3 separate regions of the Mus musculus genome follow, and regions 2 and 3 are each linked to region 1. Evidence: chromatin contacts called from public Micro-C and promoter capture Hi-C data. All regions are on one chromosome and are shown on one strand. The core of a region is the stretch at or near the end of the contact, and the rest is flanking DNA. Distances in the headings are between cores, read along the strand shown. Region 1 holds the start of Anapc16 (anaphase promoting complex subunit 16). Region 2 holds the start of Psap (prosaposin). Region 3 holds the start of Vsir (V-set immunoregulatory receptor).

The links. Hi-C and Micro-C count contacts between places; a contact is called where the count stands out from the background. Capture Hi-C pulls out chosen DNA fragments and counts their contacts.
Region 2: a Micro-C map of embryonic stem cells shows a contact between it and region 1, with 3 times the contacts expected there. The contact joins the promoter of Psap here to the promoter of Anapc16 in region 1. A contact is called at or near these places in 3 of 39 promoter capture datasets (the C10 cell line, erythroid cells and pre-B cells), 4 of 484 Hi-C or Micro-C datasets (B cells, embryonic stem cells, liver and 1 more), 4 of 115 datasets of contacts at active chromatin or transcription factors (the SCID.adh cell line, bone marrow-derived dendritic cells, bone marrow-derived macrophages and 1 more) and 2 of 9 other capture datasets (adipose tissue and liver).
Region 3: a contact with region 1 is called in a promoter capture Hi-C map of liver. The contact joins the promoter of Vsir here to the promoter of Anapc16 in region 1. A contact is called at or near these places in 1 of 39 promoter capture datasets (neural stem cells), 1 of 484 Hi-C or Micro-C datasets (CD4 T cells), 1 of 115 datasets of contacts at active chromatin or transcription factors (memory CD8 T cells) and 1 of 9 other capture datasets (liver).

The regions. Positions count from the first base shown.
Region 1 is chr10:60,001,641-60,006,093 of GRCm38.p6, forward strand. It overlaps Anapc16 (anaphase promoting complex subunit 16), which reads right to left and starts at 1,495. Exons shown (of 4, transcript NM_025514.3): 1 at 1,316-1,495. Ascc1 (activating signal cointegrator 1 complex subunit 1) reads left to right here and starts at 1,165. Exons shown (of 11, transcript NM_026937.3): 1 at 1,165-1,267; 2 at 3,155-3,287. The coding sequence starts at 3,179.
Region 2 is chr10:60,276,156-60,280,522 of GRCm38.p6, forward strand. Psap (prosaposin) reads left to right here and starts at 1,473. Exons shown (of 15, transcript NM_011179.3): 1 at 1,473-1,627. The coding sequence starts at 1,588.
Region 3 is chr10:60,345,251-60,349,530 of GRCm38.p6, forward strand. Vsir (V-set immunoregulatory receptor) reads left to right here and starts at 1,601. Exons shown (of 7, transcript NM_028732.4): 1 at 1,601-1,853. The coding sequence starts at 1,772. All of the region lies in intron 39 of Cdh23 (cadherin 23 (otocadherin)), which reads right to left.

The DNA of each region.
Region 1 (4,453 bases), core at 245-2,744:
TTGTTAGCTAGGTTATGGGGAATGGGAATGTTCTGGGTTCAGGGAAGCTATGAAAGGCTAAGGAGGAAGACAGCAGACACCAGCTTCAAGCCTGGGCCTGGGGATGTATTGTGAGGTGGCTAGAGTGTTTGCTTACCCAAGTGTGAGGCACTGAAAAGGATCCCATGTCGTTGGAAGGAGAAAACAAACTACCTTTGTACCCTGGAGGCATCTTATAAAAACCCTTGTCACAGTGGCTCCTGGATGAATGATTTATAAATACGAGGTCAGCCGGGCGGAGGTGGCCCACGCCTTTAATCCCAGCACTTGGGAGGCAGAGACAGGCAGATTTCTGAGTTCGAGGCCAGCCTGGTCTACAGCGTGAGTTCCAGTACAGCCAGGGCTGTACAGAGAAACCCTGTCTCGAAAAACCAAAAAAAACCAAACCAAACCAAAAAAACCAAAAAAAAAAAAAAAAAAAAAAACCCCACAAAACCAACCAACCAACCAAAACAAACAAACAAACAAACCGAGGACAAAAGCAATCAGCTCAGTAGAGGCTGCAGGGGACCGAGACAGTTCCAGTCATGACTCTTTCTGCATGGAGTATTCAACCCTGTCGCTCAGGAGACTACCATCCTCATAACGAGGCACTCAGTGAACTTTTGTTGAATGATGATTATCTGGAACTTGGCCCTATCAGGGAAGCTGTGGCTGCTGCCAAGCAGAGGAAACGCTCCTAAGAAGCGGAATGATAGTTTGTGGGGCACAATATGGCTGGCGTGGTTAAATACTTACTTTGTGTACGACAGGGACGACCTCGCACTCATAAACTTTCCGCTTATAGTCTTAAAACAAAACAAAACAAAAAAAGAGATCCTCCTTTAAAATAAAGCCCAGAACAAACCAGATGCTTATGTCGATCGGGATCCAAGTGAGGTGGCTAATTATGACACCCGTTGGGTTCTACTAACAAAAATCACTAGGTGTCCCACCTAGACAGACGGATCACCACCCGCAGCACCTAGCTGCGGTAGCTCTTTCTAGGTGGGATGAAGAAGCTCGCGGGAGAGGGGAGGAGCCAGCACCCTAATCCTGGCTACTCCAACTCCACCCAGGTACGCTTCCTACCCAACAACTCGGGGAGGAAGGGAAGGCTTGCGGCCGGCCCACGGCGCAGGCGCCAACCCGCCCCACGCATGCTCAGTCGGATGACGCTGCCTTTGCATACGGCCGGCGCGGGCGAGCCTCCAGGGTCTCTTCCTACGCTCCCAGTTAGTCCTGGCAGGTAGGAGCGTAGGGGGGAATCAGGTCTGGAAGGTTCTCGGCCACTTACCTCAGCAGCTTGTGCACTTTGACTGACAGCCCCGCCCCTTGGACGAAGCCGTGCGGCCTCGCTCGCCACGACGTAGACGGCGGCGTGCGCGCGCCCGCCTGAGCTGTGGGAGTTTGATGGCGGTGCTGCGCCTGTCCCTGCGGCGGTGAGGGCTAGAGGGCGGTGCTAGCGCGCATGCGTGGAGGGGGCGGAGCCCGGCTGGGCCAGACCGAGCTTTCCGAGAACACTTCCGGGTCGCTGTGGCTGCCCCGCCCCCTTCCCCGCCCCAGTCCCCCGCAGTTTTGGTTTTCTTGCGTTGGTGCTGTCTGCTCCGCCTCTCTAGCGTAGGATGTTCAGCGTTTGCTTTTTATGTGAGAATTGCACGAAAGCATATCCACTTTTCCCTCTTCAAACACCCATGACCCAGGGCTAGTCCGCTCTCCTCCTTCTGCGCAGTCTCTGCCTGGAGCTGCTCAGGAAAGGTACCACTGTGGCTTCGTGCTCAGTGCTCACACTTTGTAAAGGCTCCTTTTCGACAGAACGTGGTTTTTGAAGTGGGAAGGGATGCTAAAGGAGTAGCACACCAGGGTGGCGCGGCACAAGACTGTTAATAATTGCATCCCCCTGCCAACGTTGATTTTCTGTTTTCTCAAAGCACGAACCCTCTTCTTGCGTCCTGCAGGTGGCTGCGGATTAGCGACTTGACTGAGGGTTGGGTCAAGCATTCATTTGGAAGGGATTGTTAGGCCTTCTTTGGTGGAACTTGTTAAGTACGTGAACTTGTAGCCGCAGCCATCTGGGATGGGAACATGGGGTAGTTTATCAGGAGCCTTTAATTCCGAATTATTGATTCAAGCGTGAAGCCGTTTGTTGTGTTCTGGAGGCAGTGGCCTCGGGAAACTGTTCCTTCTCAGTACTGTGTTGGTCCGAGAACTGTGTTAGTAAGTCATATTTTAATTGTACTGTGATAGGGAAATAAATCTGATTGGAAGGTATTTATTTCTAGCATCTTTAAAACGGCTTACCTCTCTTCCGCGGGTATTGTACCGATGGTTCCTCAATGCGTTATCAAACTGGATACGATAAAATATCATACTGGATAGGGTGAATGAAGCACTCTGCTCATACTTAGGTGGCTAGCAAGACCTCACCCCCTATAGGTTAATCAGACACCTATACAAGAACTTACACTGGTGAGCTCATGGAAAGCGACACTATTTTTGCTTAGGATGTGCTGTGAACTGCCCAGTTGAGGCCTACATAATGGAGTTTTTAATTTAAATTTCTTATTACATTTATTTATTTACGAATGTAGTCTGTGCATATGTTACCTGCCTACACAGCAGAATTTTTTTTTGTTTTTTTGTTTTTTGTTTGTTTTTTGTTTTTGTTGTTTTTTGGTTTTTTTGAGACAGGGTTTCTCTGTATAGCCCTGGTTGTCCTGGAACTCACTCTGCAGACCAGGCTGGCCTCGAACTCAGAAATCCACCTGCCTCTGCCTCCAGAGTGCTGGGATTAAAGGCGTGCGCCACCACGCCCGGCTAGCAGAATTTTTTAAATTTAAAATTTTATTACATTTATTTATTTAGTCTATGCTACTTGCCTACATAATGGAGTTTCTTTTAACTTAATTTTTTATTACATTTGTTTGTTTATTTCCATATTTTGTCTGTGCGTTTGCTACCTGGCTGCATGTGTAGTCCAGAGGACAACCTGCAGGAGTCAACTTTTTCCTTCTGCCGTGTGGGTCATCGGCCTTGGGAGCAAGTGCCTTTACCTGTTGAGCCATCTTAGTGACCTAAGTATTCATTGTTTAATTAAAAAAAAAAAAATTAAACAAAAGGGCACTTTCTTTTTCAGGACTTTCCTGGAACGTCATTTGTCATGGATGTTCTACGCCCACAGATTGTAACGTTCGATGGACGGAATTATAGAAAGAATCCCATCCAGGAGAAACAGTACCAACATGAAGAAGACGAGGATTTCTATCCTGGTAATCCTGGGGGGTCTCTTAGGTCCCACAAGAGGGAAAATGTTCTTTGTACTGTAAGGGTAATTCTTTGCTTTGTTGCTGCTCAGTGGGTCTAATAAAGCTGACCTCAGATGAGGTGTTCCTGGCTGCAGTTCGTGTGTCAAGATAGATTTCATCCTGGACAGAGGCCTCAGTGCCACGTAGAGTAACTTTTCATTATTTTTATTATTATTAAAAATTATTTATTTTATGTGAGGACATTGTAGCTGTCTACAGACACACCAGAAGAGGACATCAGATCCCTTTACAGATGGTTGTGAGCCACCATGTGGTTGCTGGGAATTGAACTCAGGACCTCTGGTAGAGCATGCAGTGCTCTTAACTGCTGACCTATCTCTCCAGCCCTCATTATTATTTTTTAAATATGTGTGTGTGTACATGTGATCACGGGTGCCCAAGGAAGCCTAAAGGGGTGTTAATTGGATCTCCTGGAACTGGACTCACAGGTGCTTCTGAGCCACTCAGTTGCAGAGTGCTGGGATCAGAACTCAGGTCACCTGCAAGACCAATAAGGGCTCTTAGCTGCTGCGCCCCCCTGTGGAGTACTTGTTAATTACTACTGTTACCTATAAATATTCTGTGGCAAAATTAAACCCCTTTACCTGTGAAATTATAAAAGAATATGAATTATTATTATTACTAATTTTTTTCTTGAGACAGAGTCTCTCTATTATGTAGCCCTGGCTGTCCTGGAACTCACTCTGTAGATCAGGCTGCTCTTGAACTAATAGAGATCCACCTGCCCCTGCCTCCTCAGTACTGGGCTTAAAGGAACGCATCACAGTGCCTGACTAAGAATATGAATTATTAAAATAAAGCCCTGAAGGATTTATTCCAGTGTCAGATAATATTAACTATTGTTATGCTAGTTTTTTTCTTCCTTCTTTGTAGTCATGCCTTGACAGGTCTAAAGACACAACTAACTTTATTTAACATACAGTAATTTTGTAAAAATAAAACAAAAACTAAACAACTAAATAGTTGAGGTGGATCCTAACTATTTTCAGGGCTATGACTGTGGGGTTAGGTTTAGTGTATAAGCAGAGCCTTTCAGGTTCTTTGCAACTCTTCCTTTTCAGTTCCTAAGGGTTTCTACTGAACCTTAAATCTTGGGGTCCCCCCCATGT
Region 2 (4,367 bases), core at 223-2,722, 270 kb after region 1:
ACTTCCATTCTCCCTGCCTTCTCACCAACACTGATTCAGAGACCTCTGAGTCTATCTTGCAGTCTGCAGTTCCCAAGATCACAAATAAAGGCGTCTCTCGTTTGCCGTTTTCTGAGTTTGTATTGATTGACAACTGCAGAATGGCAGCCTGTGAATTTGAATCCTGAGTGTAAAGATGTAGGCAAATCTGTAACCTGTTTGTGCTTGAGTCTCATCTGTTAGCACGGCACGAATCACAATAAATGGGGGCTGGAGATGCCACTCAGTTGGTAGAGTCATTGCCCGACATGAGTTGAAGGCCTGGGTTTGGTTCCTAGAACCAAACAGAACATGTATGGTAGCACAGGCAGGCAGATCAGGATTTGGAAGTGACTGAAGTTCGAGGACTGCCTGAGATACACGAATCCTCAGCTGCACAGCCAGTTGTCAGCCTCTTTGGGCTACAGGAAACCCTGTCTTAAAAAACTAACCACTAGCCGGGCGTGGTGGCCCACGCCTTTAATCCCAGCAGGCAGACAGATTTCTGAGTTCGAGGCCAGCCTAGTCTACAAAGTGAGTTCCAGGACAGCCAGGGCTATACAGAGAAACCCTGTCTCGAAAAACCAAAACAAACAAACAAACAAACGAACAAAAAAACTAACCAAAAAAACTAATCACCGCCAGGCGTGGTGGCACACACCTTTAATCCCAGCAGCACTCGGGAGGCAGAATCAGGCAGATTTCTGAGTTCGAGACCAGCCTGGTCTACAAAGTGAGTTCCAGGACAGCCAGGGCTACACAGAGAAACCCTGTCTCGAAAAACCAAAAACCAAACCAAACCAAACCAACCAACCAACCAAACAAAAAACCCCTAACTACCACTGTACAAGGGTCAGGCAGAAGAATTACATGTTCAGAGACTTTCTGGGGAATTTGGTGACACCCTCTTTCAAAAATAAAGTAAGGAGTGAGCTGGGAGGGTGGGGGGAATGGTGGTGTGCAGCTTGGAGGTACAACACTTGATATCAAGTATAATGCCTTGGGTTCAATACCGGCGACTGCAAACAAAAATCCCTGCTCCCGCCCCCCAACCCCCAACCATTCTCCAAGGGGTTGAGGCAGAAGGTTGAGAGTTCCAGGTCTGCTGCGACACTGAATTGTCGACCAGCAAGGCCATAGTGACTCGGCATCTCAAAAACAAATAGTAATACTTAAAAGATGCTGGGGCTCAGGGGTGGGGTGGGGTGGGGGAGCACAAGATGCAGTTCAGGGCTTGGTACCAGCCCTGGGCTGGATTCCTCACATTGCAAAGGTAAAGAGAGGCGTTAGATACCGTTCGGCGCCTGACCTTGATTTAATCACCAGATATGGTTTTCTTTTATTACCACCACCCGCGCCTTCCCGCCACCTTCCCTGGGCGTTTTCAGCCTGCTCCTCTTCGCACCCTCCCTCCCCGCAGGCGCGCTGCGCGACGCTGAGTCAAGCTGCGCCCAGTTTGGGCGGGGCCCGCGCCTGCGCACTGGCGTCTGCGGCGAGGTTGGGGGGTAGATTTATATTCGTCTGGTCAGCTGACGTTCTGCATTGCAGCCTGCGAAGTGAAGCGGCGCCATGTACGCCCTCGCCCTCTTCGCCAGCCTTCTGGCCACCGGTGAGCTTAGAAGGGTCCCCTGGTCTGGTAGAGAAGAACGCTATAGCGTCCCCTGGGTCCCGGGAACCGGGCAGTCCTGCGGTACCGGCCTCGCCCTCCGCTCGCTTCCCGGGGCGCGCTTAGGCAGGCCTCGCTGTGCGCAGGCGCAGATCGGGGCTGGTGGCGGAGGGGGACCTGTTCCAGATTCTCTGCACTGGGGGACCACTGGGAGGTGGGAGAGACGTCTTGTCCTGTGTGTGCAGGCCTTGTGCAAGGCCTTGCGGGTGACTGCGGTTCTCCCTGGGATGGAGGTTGGGAGAGGTCACTCGATGACCTCTTCCGTCGCTGTGTTGACTCTATCCTGGTGTAGGTGATAGACATGGCCTTGAAGCCCCATCCTGCAGGTCAGGTCGGCCCGTGACCTCTGTCCCAGACTGCACTCGTATGGGAGTTGCAGGAAGCGTCTTTGTGTCTGCCCCGGGCCGGGGGGTGATTTTTTTGGCTTCTGTGTGAACTCAGGAGCGTAGTAGGTCTTGGAGGGAATTGTGTAGTCCCGATTGCATTGGAACTCTTAATTTTTTTGTTTGATCTGGCAAAGCCATTGGCCAGCCTTTATTTTATAGCAAGTGTTTCTAAAATGATTTTTCTTAAAAGCACTGCAGGTTGGCAAGGCAGCGCCAGGGGACTCACACTTGGAAGGCATAGGTAGGAGGATTTTGAATTTGAGGTCAGCCTGTGCTACACAGAAAGCTCAAGGCTAGTCTGGACTGTGTATGAGATTTTTTTTTTTTTTTTTTTTGTGCAAGAAAAATGAAAAGAAACGCACTTGGTCCTGCTTGCTCTGTGTCATACATAACTCGTGAGTTCTGATTCACCCACACCACCAAAACCAGACTTCTTTTTCTCTCTCTCTGTAGTATGGGCCATTGAACTTGGATCGTAACACACGGTAAACGAACATCCTCTACTGAGTCACACTATACCCCTTACCTGTTTCCTTGGAAAAATTATTTCTAATACACATGTAGTTCATTTGACTGCCAGTCTAGTTAACTGGGTTCCTTCTTCCTTCTTAGGTAGATGGGAGGACCCTGATGGCCTTGGTCTAAAACTCCAGGCTCTGTGCCTCACGTCAAGGTCATACTGAAGAATGGTAGCTTGTCTTGACTGTCCACCATTGAGTTGTTGGTTGTCTATGATGACTGCAAACCACGTGTGCTCCCTGAGGCTCTTAGGACTTATGGGCTCAGTGTGGCACTACTGTAGTTCAGGGTGCCACTCATAGCTTGCCTTTTAATGATGTTCTGGGTGCTTAGAATGTTCCAGGTCCCGTCTAGTCTTCACAAAGCCCTGGAGGTACAGACACTTGGTTTTGGTTACTCTCCAGCCCTCCAGCCTGACTGCCTTTCCCACCTAGACAGAAAACAAAGAATGCCAAAAGAATGAAAGGCCAGTTTAACCTCTGCCCATTTTCAGGCCCCATGGTAGAGGGAGAGCTCTGACTCCGGTGGGTTTTCTTTTGATCTCCAGAAACAAATGTAGATGTGCGTGCACCCCACCACACACACACACACACACACACACACACACACAAGCCTAACCAGCAGGGGACATCATTTGCTGCCTGCAGTGGTAGCCCCCCGACTCCATGCTGAGTCTTGCCTGCTTGCAGGAAACGAAGTGCCATATCTTAGTGCAGTGCCAGGACATGCAGTTGGGGGATTGCTCCAGTGGGAACAAGTGGGTCAGAGTTGGCCAGCCGAGCTTAGAGAGGTGGCAAGGTGCTGCCGGCATGGGGCAGATGCTCTCCATGAGGCTGAGACGGCAGGGCTGCTGTCATTGGGGCCGTGGCTAACCTCTGACTGAGGTCTGTGCACTCTGAGGCAGTGTGTTCTCTTGAGATGTTTTAGCACATGAGTTTGTAGCCTAGCCTGCTTAAGTTATAAACAGCAACAGGAACCCCCAGTTTCACCTGCCAAGTTAATCCTGTTTAGCAAAAGGTAGTGCTCTTTTTTTTTTTTTTTTTTTTTTTTTTTTTTTTTTAAAGACAGGTTCCTGCTTGTACCCTAGGCAGGTTGGCCTCTGTGCAGCATAGGTTAACCATGGAACACAATCCTCCTGTGTCACATAGGGGAGTCCTGAGATTACAGACGTGAGCCCCCATGCCTAGCTTCTCAGTTTTGTGTTTTCTGTGTCTGTCTGTGCAGTGTGGGGTATGCACGCCTCTCAAAGGCTGGAGGAGGCCACCACGCATGCTCCATTACACTTTTCTGTACTCCCTTGAGACCAGACCTCTCACTGAGCCTGGGAGACATGCCAGCAAGTCCCAGGCATCCTTCTATGCCCGCCCCCACAGTGCTAGGGGAGGGTGTGGCCACTCGCTGTTTGTGTGGGCGCTGGGGATCTGAACTCAGGCCCTGGGGCTTGCGCAGCAAAATGCAGCCATCTGCGCAGCTCATCTGGTCAGGTTCTTGAAGTGTATTGGACAGGTCGGCGTTTGGAAGTGTGTTGGATTTGAGTTGGATGGAATTGTCTAGGACAGAGAGGAGAGCCTAGCTTGTATTTTCTTTGTCTGTGATGCTGTGAACTCAAAAGGCCTTACGTGTGCCTGGCAAGCACCCTTGGCTCTTTACCTCTACGACTCCCATTTTTTCCTGTGAAACTGGACCGTCTAGGCTCTTGGCAGGGTCTGAAATGGACAGGAAGAAGGGCAGGTTGTTGTTCTATAGGGTTGGGGATGGTGTCTAATGACAGTTACTGG
Region 3 (4,280 bases), core at 351-2,850, 340 kb after region 1:
ATCAATGCCCAGCACTGAAACAGAGTGAAGAAGAGAATCACTGGGGAGGGGGTACCCCTCAGCTGGCAGAGTACTTGCCTAGAATGTCTGAGTCCCCATGTCTGACTCAACACTGGGGAAGCTGGGTATGGTGGTATCCACTATAATCCCAGCACTCAGTAGGCAGAGGTAGAAGAATTAGAGGTTCAAGACTATTCCCGTTACACAGGAAGGTCAAGGCTAGTCTGAGATGATGGAACACACATAAACACACACACACACACACACACACACACACACACATGTACACACATGAGCACACACACAGTATACACACATATGTATATATGTAAACATATATATATATGTTCTCATGCATAGATAAATGTACACACGTAAACACATGAGCATACACACACTATATCTATATCTATAAAATCTAGGGTTCTCATGCATACACACATGTACACGTGTACACACATGAGTACACACACAATGTGTGTATACACACACATATATCTTCTGGTGTTCTCATTGGTGTTCTCATGTGTATATATATATATATATATATATATATATATATATATATATATATATATACAAAACACACACACACACACACACACACACACACACCGGTGGGAGGCCATGGTCCTCAAAACTCAGTAGGGCAGGGGAACTCAGGTAAGGAATTTACTGGTTCCTAGCTCAGATCTGGTCTTGTGGCTGAAGGAAGCACTGACAGGAGGGGTTGGGGAGGGGGCTCCAAGGTCAGGCCAGGAAAGAACAGAGTGGAGCAAGCTCTAAGTGATCGCAAGTACAAGGATGAGTGTAGATACCTATGAGGGCCCGGAGGACAGCATGGGAGTGAGTTTGTAGAGGGGCCATGGTGGTGCATCCCTGCAATCCCAGCATGCATTAGGCGAGGTAGAAGAGTCTTGAGGGCAGCCTGAGCTACAAGGCAGCATCCTGTCTCAGAAAGCTAACCCCTCAAAAACCACAAACAAAACTCCGCCCAAACAAAACAATACAAACCCCACAGAAACAAAACTCCACACAAGTATGTTGAAAACAAACTACCAGCAAGACAGAATCAAGGGAGCCTATGAATAACAGCCCAGCCATAGATAAAGCCCTGGGGGAAAGAGGCTGAGAAGGTTCCATGGGGCACACCAACAGATGCAGGAGCGTGTCCTGAGGTTGGGAAGTTCTGGGCTTGTGCATGCCCTGCGCGTGTTTCAGGTGTGTTAGCCGGTGGACATAACTGTACCAGGTGTATCAGCTGCAGGGCACACAAGCGCAGAATGAGCCAAACTCCCTCCCACTTGCTAAAGTCATCGTAGATTTCCCTTACTTATCCACCTACCCGCCCACCCATCTACCCTGGGCTGCTGGAGAACAGGGAGCCAAAGTCCTGCCTCCAGACTAGGAGAACCGCAAGGCAAGCTGGGTTAGACTAGGGTCCACACTTTAGTATGCACGGCCCTCACGATCTCTAAAAAGCACCGGGACTTACAGGGGGAAGTGGCTGGTTGGACACTTGCCACTTCTATCAGCAACTCCAGCCCTTCCCCACCCCCATCCCTGGGCTCTGGAGACGCCGTACCGCCCGCCGCCCCTCGGGGGCGCTGCTGGGCGGGGAGCTTGCTCGGCCGCCTGCCTCGCCTTGGGCTCAGCATTCACTCTAGCGAGCGAGCGGCGTGTACAGCCGGCTCCCTGGGCTCCTGGAGTCCCGCTTGCTCCAAGCGCACTCCAGCAGTCTCTTTCTGCTCTTGCCCGGCTCGACGGCGACATGGGTGTCCCCGCGGTCCCAGAGGCCAGCAGCCCGCGCTGGGGAACCCTGCTCCTTGCTATTTTCCTGGCTGCATCCAGAGGTAAGATCAACAGGCGGTGGGGTGCTAGCGAGAGCTCTAGGGAGTACAGCCCGGTAGTGTAGGGGGCAGGATGGGAGTGCCCTGAATCCCCTCAGCCTGCGGTAACCTTCACCTTACCGCTGCTCCGCTGGGACAGCCCAGCAGGGTGCAGTGGTGTCTCCATCCTTCATCAGGCACATCTTTAATTGCTAACAGCTGCCAAAACAGCAGGCACGGGTGTCCCTTGGGGACTGCCTGCCAGACACTTCCCTGACCCGAGAGTCCAGAGCAGGGGCCATGAAGAACTTCTGCAAGGCAGGAGATGGGCCGGAGGAGAATCACCCCGTCCTATGGCGGTTGCTGAGTGCATTTTGACACCTGGGGCATCTCCCTGACTTCTGGCAACAGAGTCTAAGAGGACTTAGGGGGTGTGGTGCTGTGACCCTGGTATTCTATCCCCCTTGACACTTGTGTGTGAGTCTTGATGGACACTCCCGAATCTGAGCATGCTTGTCACCTGCTCTGTACTGAAAGTCTAAGGACCCGTTTGAGTGATCAGTGGGCTTCTGTCATTTAACCTTATTACAGCTGAGGAGTTGATTTGGATGAGTAAGAAAGACACGAGGGACACTCCCCTGAGCCCAGCAACCAGCTTGGATAACTCCTCGGCAGGGACACAGAAGCCCCACACAGGGAGATGTCACTTCCAAAGTCCAGACTCACAATCTGTACATTGTTCCGGGACACAGGGGCTCCCTAGAGCCCAATCTTTGTTTATTCGGTGAAGATCTCAAAGAAAAAGGGGAGGATACCCTGATAGTTGCCCAAACAGTAGACAGGTGGGTCCCCTGAGATGGCCTGCCTGATACTTCCCTGCTCAGAACCCAGGGCACGGGTGGCTTCTGCAAGGCAGGGGAGAGGAAGGGTCCAGAGGGAGTCACCATTGTCAGGACAGAGATGGAATGCTCAGCTCCGCAGAGGGAGCCAATAGCTGCATCAGAAAAGAAGGAAGAGGGGTTAAGGGGTTGAAAGGGAGGAGAGACAGGGAACTAACTCTTTATCAATACTGGGAGGCTGGCCTGGACTTCTGATAAGAAAGAAGGCACCCACACCCTATAGACAGAAGACTGAAGCCCTGGCCTGCCTTTCCTCACCACAGGAGAGAGCCTGTGGCAGGGATGGGGTGGCGATACAGGCGGGGGATGTTTCACTCCCAACCCCAAGGCTCATCAGGGGCATAGCTTCTAAGAACGGAGGACAGTGGCAGGCAGGAAGGCCAGTATGGCATCTACCTCAGGCTACTATCCTCCTCCCGGGTGACTCCACTAGGCCCCTTTCCTTGCCTCTTCCCTACCCTAACTAGAATGGGAAGCTTTCTGGTCAGCAGCCTCAATTTGGGAAACTAAGTCCTAGAGCTTCAGGGCAGAGGGTCAGCAGCTTGCAGAACTTCCAGCAGCAGCAGAGAGGTTCTGGGGGGAGCTGGGCTCCCTCACCCCCCAAGAGATTTCGCAGCCTACTGCATTTGCTGACTCCAGCTGATTGGTGAGCTGAAGGCCGCCTCCCTTCAGCTCCCAGGGAGGTAATCAGGGATCTAGGAGGCTTTCAGGAAAGAAACAAGAGGAAACTTTTAGCCTGGAGCTGCTCTGACCTCAACATTGGCTATACTTTAAGTCATAACTCATATACTTTAAGTCTTCCTTCTCTTTCCTGTAGCAGACCTGGTCAGGAGGCCTGGGGGCTGAATCCCCCCCCCCCCCCATCAGCATTGGGGCTGGGTTACCTTGAAAAGAATTGTGTTTGGGGCAGGGTGAGACGGGGAGGGGGTATCTGGGGGGACTTCAAACAGTCAGAGCTTAGGAGGCACTTGGAGTACATGGAAGACACTCCTTTCCTGGCCTGACAGGGACTGATGGGGGGCGGGGCAGGGGTTACCTTTGGAACCAGGTGCCCCAGACCCCAAGGGGTACAGAACCTCTTCCCCACAAGTGTCCCTAAGATTTGAGGAAGTTACTACCCTGCCTGTCCTTAGTCTGACCCAGGAGGCCCATTCACATGGGAGCACTGGTGTTCCAGAGAGGGGCAGCTGTCTTCCCCTTCATGGTAAACAAGCCTGCAAGGCCCTATTGAGTAAACTCCGTGCTGAAAGCCTCTGCTCCGGTAGTGGTCAGCGCTTAGGAAATCCTTAAGCCCCACCCAGCAGCCTGAGGGTAGAGCTGGCTGTCTTGGGATGCCCAGGGGCCAGAAACATGAAGGAGGGCGGAGCTGGGAGGCTGCAAGGCTGCTGTGGATCTAGGGAAGAGGAACCACAGAAAAGCTAAAGGAGTCACCTCTGTAAGTTCAGGATACGGGATCGTAGGTCTAAGCAGGAAAAACAGAGGATTCACAGGGCCCATGTGGACTATTGGTACTGACTGAGCCTGCTGTATTAAACTTGAGGTCCTAGGCTCA